Regions from separate parts of the Hordeum vulgare genome. Here region 1 is linked to region 2. A link is a contact called in public Hi-C data. All regions are on one chromosome and are shown on one strand. The core of a region is the stretch at or near the end of the contact, and the rest is flanking DNA. Distances in the headings are between cores, read along the strand shown.

Evidence for each region. A called contact is a pair of places that touch in the nucleus more often than the background predicts.
Region 1: a Hi-C map of seedling shows a contact between it and region 2, with 4 times the contacts expected there. The contact joins the promoter of LOC123452791 here to the promoter of LOC123396503 in region 2. A contact is called at or near these places in 1 of 6 Hi-C or Micro-C datasets (seedling) and 1 of 1 datasets of contacts at active chromatin or transcription factors (embryo).

The regions. Positions count from the first base shown.
Region 1 is chr5H:128,217,701-128,224,717 of MorexV3_pseudomolecules_assembly, reverse strand. It overlaps LOC123452791, which reads left to right and starts at 3,985. Exons shown (of 13, transcript XM_045129505.1): 1 at 3,985-4,319; 2 at 5,575-5,661; 3 at 6,275-6,361; 4 at 6,648-6,694; 5 at 6,769-6,826. The coding sequence starts at 5,589. LOC123452790 (probable 2,3-bisphosphoglycerate-independent phosphoglycerate mutase) reads right to left here and starts at 3,809. Exons shown (of 5, transcript XM_045129503.1): 1 at 3,473-3,809; 2 at 2,042-2,187; 3 at 1,686-1,962; 4 at 950-1,222; 5 at 292-870. The coding sequence starts at 3,772. The coding sequence ends at 391.
Region 2 is chr5H:127,639,937-127,646,303 of MorexV3_pseudomolecules_assembly, reverse strand. LOC123396503 reads right to left here and starts at 4,044. Exons shown (of 6, transcript XM_045091421.1): 1 at 3,410-4,044; 2 at 1-256. The coding sequence starts at 3,913.

The sequences.
Region 1 (7,017 bases), core at 2,736-5,235, 580 kb before region 2:
TTTAACTCTGTTTTCTGCTTATCATTGTATTCTGAATGCTCTTCTGTTTTTTTTGGACGAACAGTACATTACTCTTATGGGCCGTAACATAGTGCTGAATATTTCACGCCACGCTACATAATGTTCTTCATATTGTTGTATAACGTGCACTGGAGGCACACAAAATTCAGCAAAAAGGCAACATATGGAGTCAGAAGTTTCGTAAGCTTAGAAAATATAAGTTTCATATCGGATTTTATTCCTATCGGCTTAAAAAGGATTTAAACTTATCATTCAAAGCACATGTCAGTATACCTCAACCATGATAGATTTTATTCCTATCGGATTAAGCTGGTTCTGCGTCGTTTATCCATTCGTCATTATTACAAAGATCAAGTACAGTGTTAGGCGTTAATCATTCTTTGCTTTCATGAACTTCTTGATGATGCCCATCATCTCACTTCCAGGGAACCGCCCAAGGCACCCCCTTGCGGCAGCAATCTCGGTGTATTCACACACTTTATCGCCACTAAAAGCTTTACGCTCCTCAGGCTTGCGTTCCGCTGGTTCTGAATCATCAGTTAAATCTTCTCCGGACTTAACCGAAGGCAGCGGGAAATCGTCGAGGGGGGTGTTCATCACATTGTCCTCCCCAATTGCTCCCACGAAATCTCTCAGCCGGCATATCGCAAACGGGACAGGTTCGAAGCTGTGGTCTCCGTACTCAACAGGAGTAGAGTGGTCTCCAGTGACACAGAGGAAGTACTGGTAGTGCCCTGACTTCTCAGCTTCCCACAGGAGTCTTGCAAGCTGACCAATTGCCTGGTCGACAGCTTCCAGACCTCGCACCTTTAACTTGACAGCCTTATCATGGCCAGCATCGTCAATAGCCTGCATTAACGTTATAATACAAACTATCAGCATCACACACTTAATGCTAATTTTAAAGAGAGCCTATATTTATTTTAACCTTGATGTGCAAGAAACCAAAGTCGTATCCATTTTCTCTTCCGCCTTTATATTCATCCTCTCCAGGCACAAAAACGCAAGGTGGCGTTTCTAGAGGAGCAGAGAGTGCCTTGGCTATAGCTTTTGCCTTGGAAGTTAAGAGAGTTCTATAATCTCCAGTTGCTCCAGGTGCTTCAAGGATATCAATGCCCAGTGACAGCCCCAGCCCAGCTATGATCTTGGTAGGAGCTACCATGCATGGTGTGAGTCCATGCTTGGTTTCGAAGGGAGGTACCTAGTATAGAACATGTTAAATCATAACCAGGGAACTCTTGCATGCTTTAGATGGGAAACTCTTATGCTTTGCAGGAGTAATCTCCAGTAGATTTGGAAGAGCCAATGCAGATGTTGGCCAAAAGTGTGTCCCGATGTGTTATGATGGCAAGATTCCCTAAGCTTAAGTTGGTAAAAATTCAACATCAGAATTCAAGAATCAGATCAGGGTTATAACTTATTTTGTTGGGATTGAACCATGGTACTCGAAAGCAAAGCGCATTGTGCATATCTTTCCGAACCTATCTCTCGTTTTGATATTGCTACCTCCAGAGAGTTGCGCTGCTTCTGCAATTCCAATTATATCAGTACTTCACTTAATGTACTCCTATTTATTACTCCTGGAATTATCTATTTATCAGGACAGATAACACCCCATTCCAGGGAATTAGTAACCGTACCAGAAAAATATCGAGTTCACTGACCTCAATCCGGATACCACAGCCTCGCAATAGCACAACATTAGCAATATTCTTCCCTTCATCTGCACGCTTTGCATTGATGGGTTGAGAAACCAGTATACGTGTGATCTCCTTAGAGAGCTCGTTAACCACAGCTGCAGTGTTTTTAGCTTCTTCTGAATCATCCAAAGGTTTAGCTTTCAGATGCAAGCGGTTGTCTTTCAACGGATCAGTTCCGGAAATGTTTCCACTTAGCCTTGGTCCTTTCACAACCACACCGCATCTGTGCTCAGTAGCATACCTGTAGAAAGAGGTGTAAATTATGGTACTAGGAAAAAGAATAACAACGCATTAATGCTCAGTATGAATAGGTGGTGCACCTGACTCTCACTTCATATTCAGGAAACGATGGGAGCTTCATCCCATCTAATGCTGCACAGAGGATTGGGCCTTCCTCTTCAAAGTGCCTATCCGCCCTCCTGCTGACAATAACCCCCGTGCTTTCGTCCAATGTAGCAAAGTTCGACTGTGTGCGCAAATAATTCAGCAAAGGGAAACAATACATTCATCGGTTCAGACATAGCATTTGCATGGCTTAAAAAGTACTCCCTCCGTAAAGAAATACTCCCCCCGTTCCTAAATATTTGTCTTTTAGAGATTCTATGTTGTCTCAACATAGCCGGTCCCAAGCCCGGGTAAAGGAGGAGGGTTGTGACAGGCTTGGGGAGCCAACGTCAAAACTCAGCCACTCTTATGGAGATGAAACCCAAAAGATTTTCGTTGGGGCGTAACCCTCTCAGTGACGCGCCATATCGGAACCCGGGTGTGGTGGAAAATGGGCAAGGGCCGGGCCGTCACCCCCCAGGTGGCGCGCCGTATCGTGATCTGAATACGGTCGCAAGTGAGCAAGGATCGGGTCGTCGCATCCTTAGTGGCGCGCTACATCGGCGCTCGGGTGTAGTGAAAAATGAGTAAGGGTCTTCGCATTTGACTCGAGGAGTGCGAAGGGTAAGGAAGCTAGCCGAGCCTAGGAGGATTCGCTTAGGTAGCTGGAACGTAGGGTCTCTGACAGGTAAACTTCGGGAGGTAGTTGATACAGTGGTGAGGAGAGGCGTTGATGTCCTTTGCATCCAAGAGACCAAATGGAGGGGACAGAAGGCGAAGCAGGTGGAGGGTACCAGCTTCAAGCTGTGGTACACGGGGACGGTTGCAAACAGAAATGGAGTAGGCATCTTGATCAGCAAGAGCATGGAGTGGTAGACGTCAAGAGACGTGGGGACCGGATTATCCTGGTCAAGCTGGTAGTTGAGGACTTAGTTTTCATGTTATCAGTGCGTATGCTCCGCAAGTAGGGCACAATGAGAACACCAAGAGGGAGTTCTGGGAAGGCTTGCTATCCATGTGCCAGAACCATGAGTTGATCGCGAGATCTTATGGGTTTCACCTCTAGCCTACCCCAACTTGTTTGGGACTAAAGGCTTTGTTGTTGTTGTTGTTGTGGAGAGAGTAGTATAGGAGAGTTTAGATCACTGAAGTAGTGATCTAAAGAGGAATTACCAGTCTATGATCTGGGGCATTATTAACCAAGGGAAATACGTAGTATGTAAAAGTCTAAAAAGAAAGGGCTCCAGTTTAGTGAAGGAATTACAAGACCAGTCAATGATCTGAACCATTAGCAGTAAACTAGCTAGAAATACTGTATGAACTAAAATCTATAACTAATTAGAAATACTAAGGCACAAGAGCGTAGTAAGGCTGATCTACCTGCTATAAGAAGTAAGAAATGTAATCAAGTGTCGCTAGAACCAGACCTTGAAGGCGATGTCGCCCGGGGCCATGGCGAGGCCGGCGCCCATGGACTCGAACGCGCCGCGGCCGCGGTAGTATACGCGGGGATCGTACCCGAGGAGGGAGAGGTGCGCCGTGTCGCTGCCGCAGGCGAGCCCGGGCTCCACGGGGTCCATGAGCCCGACCACCCCAGCCGCCGCCACAGCGTCCAGCCGCGGTGCCGCCGCCGCCTCCAGCGGTGTACGCCCGCCGAGGGACGGGATGGTCACGTCCCCTATCCCGTCCACCAGCACGAACGCCACCCTGCTCCTCGCCTCCGCCATCGCCGCCGCAAAGATGCCGCCCTCTTTTGCTTTCCCCTCCTCCCCTCGCTGCCGCGGCGGGCAGCTAAGCGGCGAGAGGAGCTGGCTGGGTCGGACCAGGTACGGTTGGATCCGGACCCGGACCCGGACCAGGCGTCCGACCCGGTCGGTTCGCTCGTTACAAGAAGCGACCAAGCCCGAACGCCTCCGCCCCAAATCTCCAAACGCTTGGCGCTCGCTTCGCCTTCGTTCGCCTATTCCCCTTCCCCTCGCCGCCGGCGATCGCCGGGATCCTCCGCCGAGCGTAGGAGATCTCTCCACGCCACCTAGCCGCTTCTCCTGCGTCTTCCTCCGCCTCTGCCTCACTTTTTTCGCGCTCTTGTAGTCGCGGAATTTGGCATGTGACAAGTGGGTTTGCGCGGGGAAGGAGGCGCCCGCCGGCGAACAGTCCTGCCGGCGGAGACGCCTGCGGCGCAAGAGAGCCGCCGATTGACACCGAGATTTCCCCCCTAATTTTGCCTGCATTTTTTTGAGGACTCGGCGTCCTCAAGGAATTCGGCTATTGCAGGTGAGACACTTGTAAAGTTAAAAGCAAATTTCCCGTGTGGTTCTTACCGGGTCAGTTCGTCAAAATTTTAGTGGTAATTCGATCTAGCTTCGTGATTGGTTTTAGTGAAGCCCTGACTTGTGAAACAAGTTTTTGATATTCCTATAGAGTTTTTTTATTCGGAAATTGATCTCAAATTTGAAATGCATTAGCGACTAGTGGAATGATCATAGGTGTGTGATGTTCAGATTGTCACATTGTAAAGGACAGTAGGACACTGTATCGTGTGCTTGGCCTGCTAGTTGTGCACTTATTGTTGTTTGAAACGCTCAAATGTAGTTTGATCTGAATGTAGGAGAGGACGTAATGGTTGGGAGATCAAACTTGCGTTCGGGGCACACATTTTAGGATTTCATTAGATTTGCCGCAACGTGAGAAGCTGGACGGGGAATGTCAATGTGACATCGGTTCAATTCTATGTTTTTGGTCTTTTTTACAGTTTTGGTTTAACTCTCAGGAGTGTGAAAAGATTGAGGCCACACATGCAAATGGAACTTACGCAAAACTGGCCGATAAGTTGGCCAGGTGTCAGGGTATTGAGTTAACAATACTATATTCACAATGAAATTGCAAATTGCAATTTCATGGTGATACTTAAGAGAGCTTGGAGTTTGAACTGTCAGTGTAGGTCTGATTATTTTTGTTCATTGTTTACCTTGAATATTTAGGGTTGGGTTTAATTTCGTTTTATAAATGTTCAGAAAAACATTCTCTCGAAACAGGCTTCCGCCCCACTTTATATATAAAGGAATCACCGAACCAAGTACACAGCCGAACGATACAGGGTGTTGAGGTAGCCCTCATACAATCACCGAAAAACATTGACATGTTGAATTGTGGACGTCAGCAACTTCTGGTCCCAAATGTTTTCTAGTTTGTTTCTAGTTATGAAATGCAAGCTGGAGCATCAAGACTGATGCATTGCCCAGCGCTCATGTTGTATATTAGCTTCACTTGTGTTGTTGAAATTTCCCATTGGATTTGTTCATGAATCGGTGGCACATGGGACACCACATACCGGTGACACATGCTGTGCATCTGTTTTCTCCATGGTGACTAAATGCTGGAAAGACAATGACCAGGCATATAATCCAACCACAAGTTTTGAATTGGTGAACGCATTGCAAAGTTTCTTGCAACATGATATCACCCAAGTCCAAATTTAGATGTTTGAATAATTTTTTAACTAATATCATGTGCATTTGGTTTAATGTAGGTTGCTATTACAAAATGGTCTGCATGGCTGGACATTTTAAAATGGCTTCTGTGCTGAAGCTAATGATGGAAAATCATGCCACACCTGGTAATACACTACTCCCTCTGTTCACTTTTTTAAGACATTGTAGACATTTCAGACAGCGTGCAAAACAGCTCGATTTCAGTTGTCTGAAACGACTTATAAAAGTGAACGGAGGGAGTATAACAAATGAGCTTCCATTTAGTTTATTCTCTTGATTTTATTGGTGGATCCCCATATCCACCAGAGTAAAACCAATAGTATTGGTATTATAAAATTCAGGTCATGGTGCTTTTACAACTGTTTTCTTAATTGCTAGACTACCGGGTTATGTATATAATATAGAAGTCAACATGACTTCAGTCTCCAATATAAGTTTCCATTTTCACGAATACCTGTAACTTGTATGCTTATTATGTCTCTGTTTACATTATCTCTATTTGGAGGTAGTGTAATGACCTTAGACATTTCACCATCTGCATGCAAGGTTATATTTTTTAATCATATTTGGGGAACCGAATTTCGATTACTTGCCTTGCATATTTCATTTTTCTGGATTTTTTAAACATAGCTCCCATGAGAGAATAAATAAATGCTCATTGTTAGAAAAACACATATGCCTTGTACCTTCTGGGTATTTGAGAACGAAAATAAGATCTCCCCCCTGACATTTTGGCAGATGAGGTGATTAATGAGAAGAGTGCTTCACATATCCTACAGAAGCAACTTCTTAGCGCACATGAACCAAATTTGCTTGATGAAGATGGTAAGTTCTTCCATTTCTTGAACCAGGAGATCACAGACTCACACACTGACATTAGAACTTCTGCCTGCCTTTATCAGTGGCACTCTTTTTCTAGCAACCATTTTTATTACTCAGTTTTCTCTGATGTGTATTTTATTTGATAACTGATTTATCAGTTTTTCTCAGTTTGTTTCTCGGCTCATATACTGCATGTCATGTTTATTTGTGACATACAGTGCCATTATATTATAATTCACATTGTAAAGTTATCAGTTGACGCCACAATTTATCATTTAGTTATGTGCAGATATGCATATATTTGGATCAAAACCTATGGCTGATCCATTGGACCTGGTATTTTTTGATAAACCTAGATTCTCCCTTTTTCATTTTCTGCTTCCAATTTGAGCTGACATCTTATATTGAAGGTCCACTGTGATACATGCCAGAAGCCTGTTAAGGCCAGCCATTATGCACCTCATGCAGGTATTGTTCAACACGTTACACCAAACACTGTTTTGGTGTAATTTAGTCCATAAATGCTGCAAACATCTACTCCCTCCATCCCATATTAAGTGTCGCTCAGACGGGTGTATCTTTTTCTTTTTGAACCGGGCATCGCTCCTTTCCATTAACTGAATAACGGAAATACAACAGTTCCAACCCAAACGAGACTA
Region 2 (6,367 bases), core at 2,795-5,294:
GAAGGACCTCAACATGAGATGCATGAGAAAATCTGTACTTAGAATCCATATGCGTGATGGCGGGTGCTGGACGAATATATTGAGAACCTAGAATCTCAGTGGCCGATTCATCATCCTTTCCGATATGAATGTACTGTACTTGAAACTGTGTAGCACCAATCACTTTAAGAACAGTAGCTGGATTCCAGGATTCACCAAAGTTTCTTGCAATCACTTCTACTTCGTCTCCCTCACTGAACAAAGGATTCCCCTTGTCCTGCACACAACAAGAGTATTAAACTCCTCATTTCCTTCTTTATCATTATCGAGAAAACAATACCTTCTTTAATAAATGTTGAGAGAGAAAATCAGCTCTTCCCCACTTATAATCATTGTTTAATGTCAGTCAGCATGAAAATTCTCCACACGTGCGCATTTTGAATGACAATTTTGAAAGACCGAGATATTTAAATTAAAATATGGCAGTAAAACATATTCTAGAGATTCATCCTACAGCCACTTCAAGTTCAGGGCCGGTCCTAAGATTTTGGGGGCCCGGGGCGAAACTATAATCCGAGGCCCATTACAATAAATAATAAAATAAAAGTCAATTTTTCAGCGGCAATGGCTCTGTGCTGTTCTTTCCAGCGAGCTCGTGACGGTCATCTATCAGAGTAATTACACACCTCGCCTTAACACGAATCATCCAGAGCATGTATGAACGTTCACGCATTAAATATTCAACATGTATATATGAAAAATTATCAATAAACAGTTAAAGTGCGCCAAAACAATGCTCATATGAATAAAAACACACCTTCTGTAAATGCGTCATCACGGTGGCTTGTGGACTCTGTGCATATGTGCAGTCTCCTCTTGGCGACTCGGCATCTCATCTCTTAGTGTGGACTCGTGGGGGGTGACCATGGGAAATCTCAAAGTCACATGGCACCATACACATTCTGAGGGTTGGCTATCTTTTCTAGGGGAAAACTACGGTCAAGATTTGATTGTTTATCAATCATATTTGTTGAGCGAGTGTAATTCGTAAATTTGTGAGAAAGGATCCAACCATACCTTATGCGTCCTTCAGAAGTCAATCAAATTTGCATCTACCCAACTCCAATTATGACCTTCGTTCTTGAATCAAATCCAGAACAAAAAAAAAGATACTGTTGTTTCCTGCCATACCCCATCTTTTGTTTGATCCGCTGCTGCTCTACGACTACATGTGTCTTTCCTGAAACTTCATCACGAGTCATGAGAGCAAAAATAGATGTTAAGTTTTTCCATCCTCATCACATAACGGTGGTTGGGTGCGGGGTAATCAGGGAGGAAGGAGGGGTAGCGGCGTACTAATATGTCAGCGCTGGAAGAGCTACATGAACCGGACCATGAACTTGTCTCATGGATATACGTGCGGCATCGACGCGGGGGCACAGCCTAAAAGATCTGTTCCGTTCCGTTCGCTGGAATGACGTGATCTCGTCTAATCCCAGGATTTGCGGGAGGGATTAATTCCTTTCGCTGGAATAGAGCAATCTCATTGCCGCGTTCGTGTACGCGTCGCTTGTTGCTACCGTGACTTCGGGGGCTTTCTGACGGTTGGACCAAACAGTACAGACCTAGGTCAGGGCCCCTTTATTTTGGGGTCACGGAGCGGACGCCCCTCCCCCCCCCCCCCTCAGGGCCGGGCCTCTTCAAATATTCAACATATTAGCTCCATAAAACCTGGGCTGCTAAGATAAAGTCGGGCCCGGCCCTGAGGGGGGGCGGGAGGGGCGGCCGCCCCGGGCCCCCAAAATAAAGGGGCTCCGACCTGGGCCTGTACTGCTTGGTCCAACCGTCAGAAAGCTCCCGAAGTCACCCGAAGTCACGTTAGCAACAAGCGACGCATACACGAACGCGGCAATGAGATTGCTCTATTCCAGCGAAAGGAATTAATCCCTCCCGCAAATCCTGGGATTAGACGAGATCACGGGGGCGGCCGCCCCGGGCCCCCAAAATAAAGGGGCCCCGACCTGGGCCTGTACTGCTTGGTCCAACCGTCAGAAAGCCCCCGAAGTCACGTTAGCAACAAGCGACGCAGACACGAACGTGGCAATGAGATTGCTCTATTCCAGAGAAAGGAATTAATCCCTCCCGCAAATCCTTGGATTAGACGAGATCACGTCATTCCAGCGAACGGAACGGAACAGATCTTTTAGGCTGTGCCCCCGCGTCGATGCCGCACGTATATCCATGAGACAAGTTCATGGTCCGGTTCATGTAGCTCTTCCAGCGCTGACATATTAGTACGCCGCTACCCCTGCTTCCTCCCTGCTTACCCCGCACCCAACCACCGTTATGTGATGAGAATGGAAAAACTTAACATCTATTTTTGTTCTCATGACTCGTGATGTAGTTTCAATGTAGTCGTAGAGCAGCAGCGAATCAAACAAAAGATGGGGCATGGCAGGAGACAACAGTATCTTTATTTTATTTTTGTTCTGGATTTGATTCAAGAACGAAGGTCATAATTGGAGTTGGGTAGATGCAAATTTGATTGACTTCTGAAGAACGCATAAGGTATGGTTGGATCCTTTCTCACAAATTTACGAATTACACTCGCTCAACAAATATGATTGATAAACAATCAAATCTTGACCATAGTTTTCCCCAGAAAAGATAGCCAACCCTCAGAATGTGTATGGTGCCATGTGACTTTGAGATTTCCCATGGTCACCCCCCACGGGTCCACACTAAGAGATGAGATGCCGAGTCGCCAAGAGGAGACTGCACATATGCACAGCGTCCACAAGCCACCGTGATGACGCATTTACAGAAGGTGTGTTTTTATTCATATGAGCATTGTTTTGGCGTATTTTAACTGTTTATTGATAATTTTTCATATATACATGTTGAATATTTAATGCGTGAACGTTCATACATGCTCTGGATGATTCGTGTTAAGGCGAGGTGCGTAATTACTCTGATAGATGACCATCACGAACTCGCTTGAAAGAACAGCACAGAGCCATTGCTGCTGAAAAATTGACTTTTATTTTATTATTTGTTGTAATGGGCCTCGGATTATAGTTTCGCCCCGGGCCCGGCCCTGTATGTGCAGTGCACCATGCAAGTTCCTTTATTTATTTCCATATAAATTTAATTTTAAATGTTTCAAAAATAGATATAATTCGGCCAAGAGAGTTGAGATAATTTATAAAGGACGGAGGCTCATGTTTTTTTTTTCTGAGACAATCATGCTTAAATAATTTGGTAGAAAATGAAAATGCTGCATGCAGCAATCCATTTGGGCCAGCTAACCACAAAAGCAAAGAAAACAACGCATTTGGAATGTATGTATCCACAGCCAACAATTCCAACAATAACAATCGAACAGATCGACCCAAAGATTGTGTAACCGAGGGAGCCTCAGCCAACTTACCACCTCTGCAGCCGGGACCCACCGCCCACCCTCGAACACGCGGCGCGGCCGCAGATCCGTCTCCTGGAACTGCAGCGTCTCCCGTGATGTGGGGAACGTTACCCTGTACGCCCTCCGCCGGCGATCTCCTGTCACCGGAGGCGGGACAACGGCGGCGACCACGCCGTCCCACCACCCGTCGCTGTGGAATGCCTCCACCATCTCGTGAATCGCGAACTCCCTTTCCACGGGCGGTGGCCGGGGCCGAACGTCGGTGGCGGCTGCGGTCTCCCTGAGCGGCTCCCCGTCGTCGCCCAGGAGAGTGGAGTAGGCCACCGTGTAGCGCCGGCGGCGGCCTTCGGAGAGCAGGTGGCCGGCGACGGTGGCCTCGTAGAAGGAGCCGGCGAAGCCGAGGTCGTCGCTGCGCACCTCCACCTCCGCGCCGATCGGCATCATGAAGGCCTCGTCCTCTGACGACTCGGAGGGCGTCGGAGGGCGCCTCCTGGGACGGCCGCGCCGCCCCATGGGAGCTGCCTAGCTGCTTTGGTCCCCGTGGGTTCTTGGGAGTGTGCGAGGGTCTGAGCGAGAAGGGTGGCGGAGGCGACGATGGGGGGAGTGGGGGTTTCGTGCTGGTTGGTGAGAGCGACTCGACTTCCGAGGCGCCATGTGGGGTGGTGCTACACTGCTACTGACGCGTGGCGACCTCCCCCACCCGCCACTACGCATGTTTGACCCTAGAACCAACTCATACATGGCTCCCGTCCCCCTCCTCCACCCCTCCGTTGCCCTCACGGCGGCCGAAGCCCAGATCTCTCCCCCCCAGCCCAAACCACCGCTCTCCTGCCGACCACGCCTCGGTCCTGCAGCTGCTGGTCTCCCCACCAGCCTGTCTCTCGTCGGTCTCTCCTTGCCCGCGAGCAGGCGTCGCAGCAGCTGGGATCTCTCTGCCGGGATCGATTCAATGCCGGATCCCGCCGCCTGCACATGTATCTTCCCCTTTCCAGCCTCCGGCAGCGCTGCCCTCTGCGGCTGCCTGTGCCCCCCCACCCCCCCCCCCTCCTCGGCCCAGACTGCGTTCCCTGCTCGTGGTGCCCGAGGGGAGGGAGACGCAGTCCTCGTCCGTCGCGCCTCCTCGCCCGCAGCTGCAATCCCTTATTGTGGCTCCTGGATCCACACCTCGCGCCAGCGCCCAGTCCTTTTCTGCCGACGATGCTGCCGATCCGTCGATGGATTGGAACCTGGTGCGTTCCAGGAAGGAGAAGAGGGTGATGAAGGCTACCTCTTCTGGAGATCTGCATCGACAACGACGCGCTCCGCCTTCTGACCGCGTGGCTCTGCAGCAGCACCTTGCATTCAAAGCCCGATTCAATGGCCGCTGCTTCCGGTGCCTTTCAAAGCGCCATCGCCTAGCATCCTGCCGTGACCCCATCCGTTGCATCCGTTGCAAGGGTTCAGGCCATCTTGCGCGCTCCTGCACCTCCAAGCTCCATTCCCAGCTGCAACCTCCCACCCGTAGTCTACCACAGCATCCTCCCCCACCGCAGGCGAACCCAGCCGCCTGGCCCGCTCTGCCTATGAGGCCCGGTCTGATGGAGTTCACACCTGGCCTTGCCTCCCGTCGGCCGGAGCGTTCGTCCTGCATCGTGGTGAGCTCGCCGGAGATGGAGGCCGATGCCTATCACCTGCGTCGCTCGGCGCTCACGACCACTGTTCCTGACGCCAGGGTCGACCTCAACACTGCCCTGGTCGTCGTGGCGCTCGAGAAGGCGCTCGACATCCCACGCGACACCATCCAAGTGGCCTCGGCGCATCCTGAAGATTACCTGATTCGGTTCGCGGAGCCCTTCCAGCGTGACCTGGCCCTCGAGCGTGGCTATGTTCGTGTTGATGGCATCCGGCTGCAACTCGAGCAGTGGGAACCGGCGCCGGCTGGCACCATTCGCAGCCTCCGGTTCTACTGCCGACTCGCAATTTCCGGGATCAAGTTCCATGCTTGGCGTCTGGATGTGGTGAAGAAGCTCCTGGGTGGCTCCTGCATCGTCGACCGAATGGAGCGGCAGACCGAGCGCCTTCAGAATGTCACTGCCTTCTTCGTATGGGTATGGACGGAGAACCCAGACTACATCCCCAAGGCGGCTGATCTCACCATTGTTGAGCGTGCCGGGGACGGCCGCAACAGACACCAGCTGCCGGATGGTGTGCCGGCCGAGGAGGGACGGCAGGGACCGATGACTGGAGTCCTCATCCACCTAGTCCTGGCCAAGGACTACTCCCATGTCGCCTCCGACGCTCCACCACGCCAGAGTACCCGCGCATCTACACCTACAATGTGCAGATCGGCATCATGGACGGGCGTGTTGTCCCACCTAGGCATCCTTCCGATGCTAGCTCCTCGCGCCTCCCTCGACGGCGGGATGATGATGATGCTGATGACGAAGGGCAGGGCCGGCAGCGTCGTCGCCGCGCCGGAAAGCGCCGCTCCCTCTGGCAGTCCGTCGTTGAGCAAGCCCAATGTCGCGACACTGCACGGTTCGACCCTGTGCCGCGCCGTGGTGGACGTCACGGGGAGCGCTGGGGCGAGCGGCGGCTCGCCACCGGGCACCTAGCCGCTCCTCGGACAGGGATAGCAGATGGTTCACCTCTCCAAGCCCGCCACCAGCTCCACGTCAGGCAGCATCTGCTTCCTCCTACACTGCGATCCCTGCCGGCTCTGTGCGTCGGCCTCCCTCGCGTCGCTCTGGGCATGACTCTGAAGACTCCCGCTCCATAGAGACGATGATGGGTCATGGCTACAGCGGCCAGGCGGCCGCAACTGCAGGCAGTCCCGTTTGTTCCCCTGCTGCTGCCCAGCTCCCATCCTCAAGCCGGGCCGAACCGGATGCCAGACTAAGCCTGGAGCGCATCTCCTCCGGAGAACGTTGGAAGGGCGCAACTGCTACCTCCGCAGCTCTGTTGCCATTAGAAGAAGTTCTGGTTGCT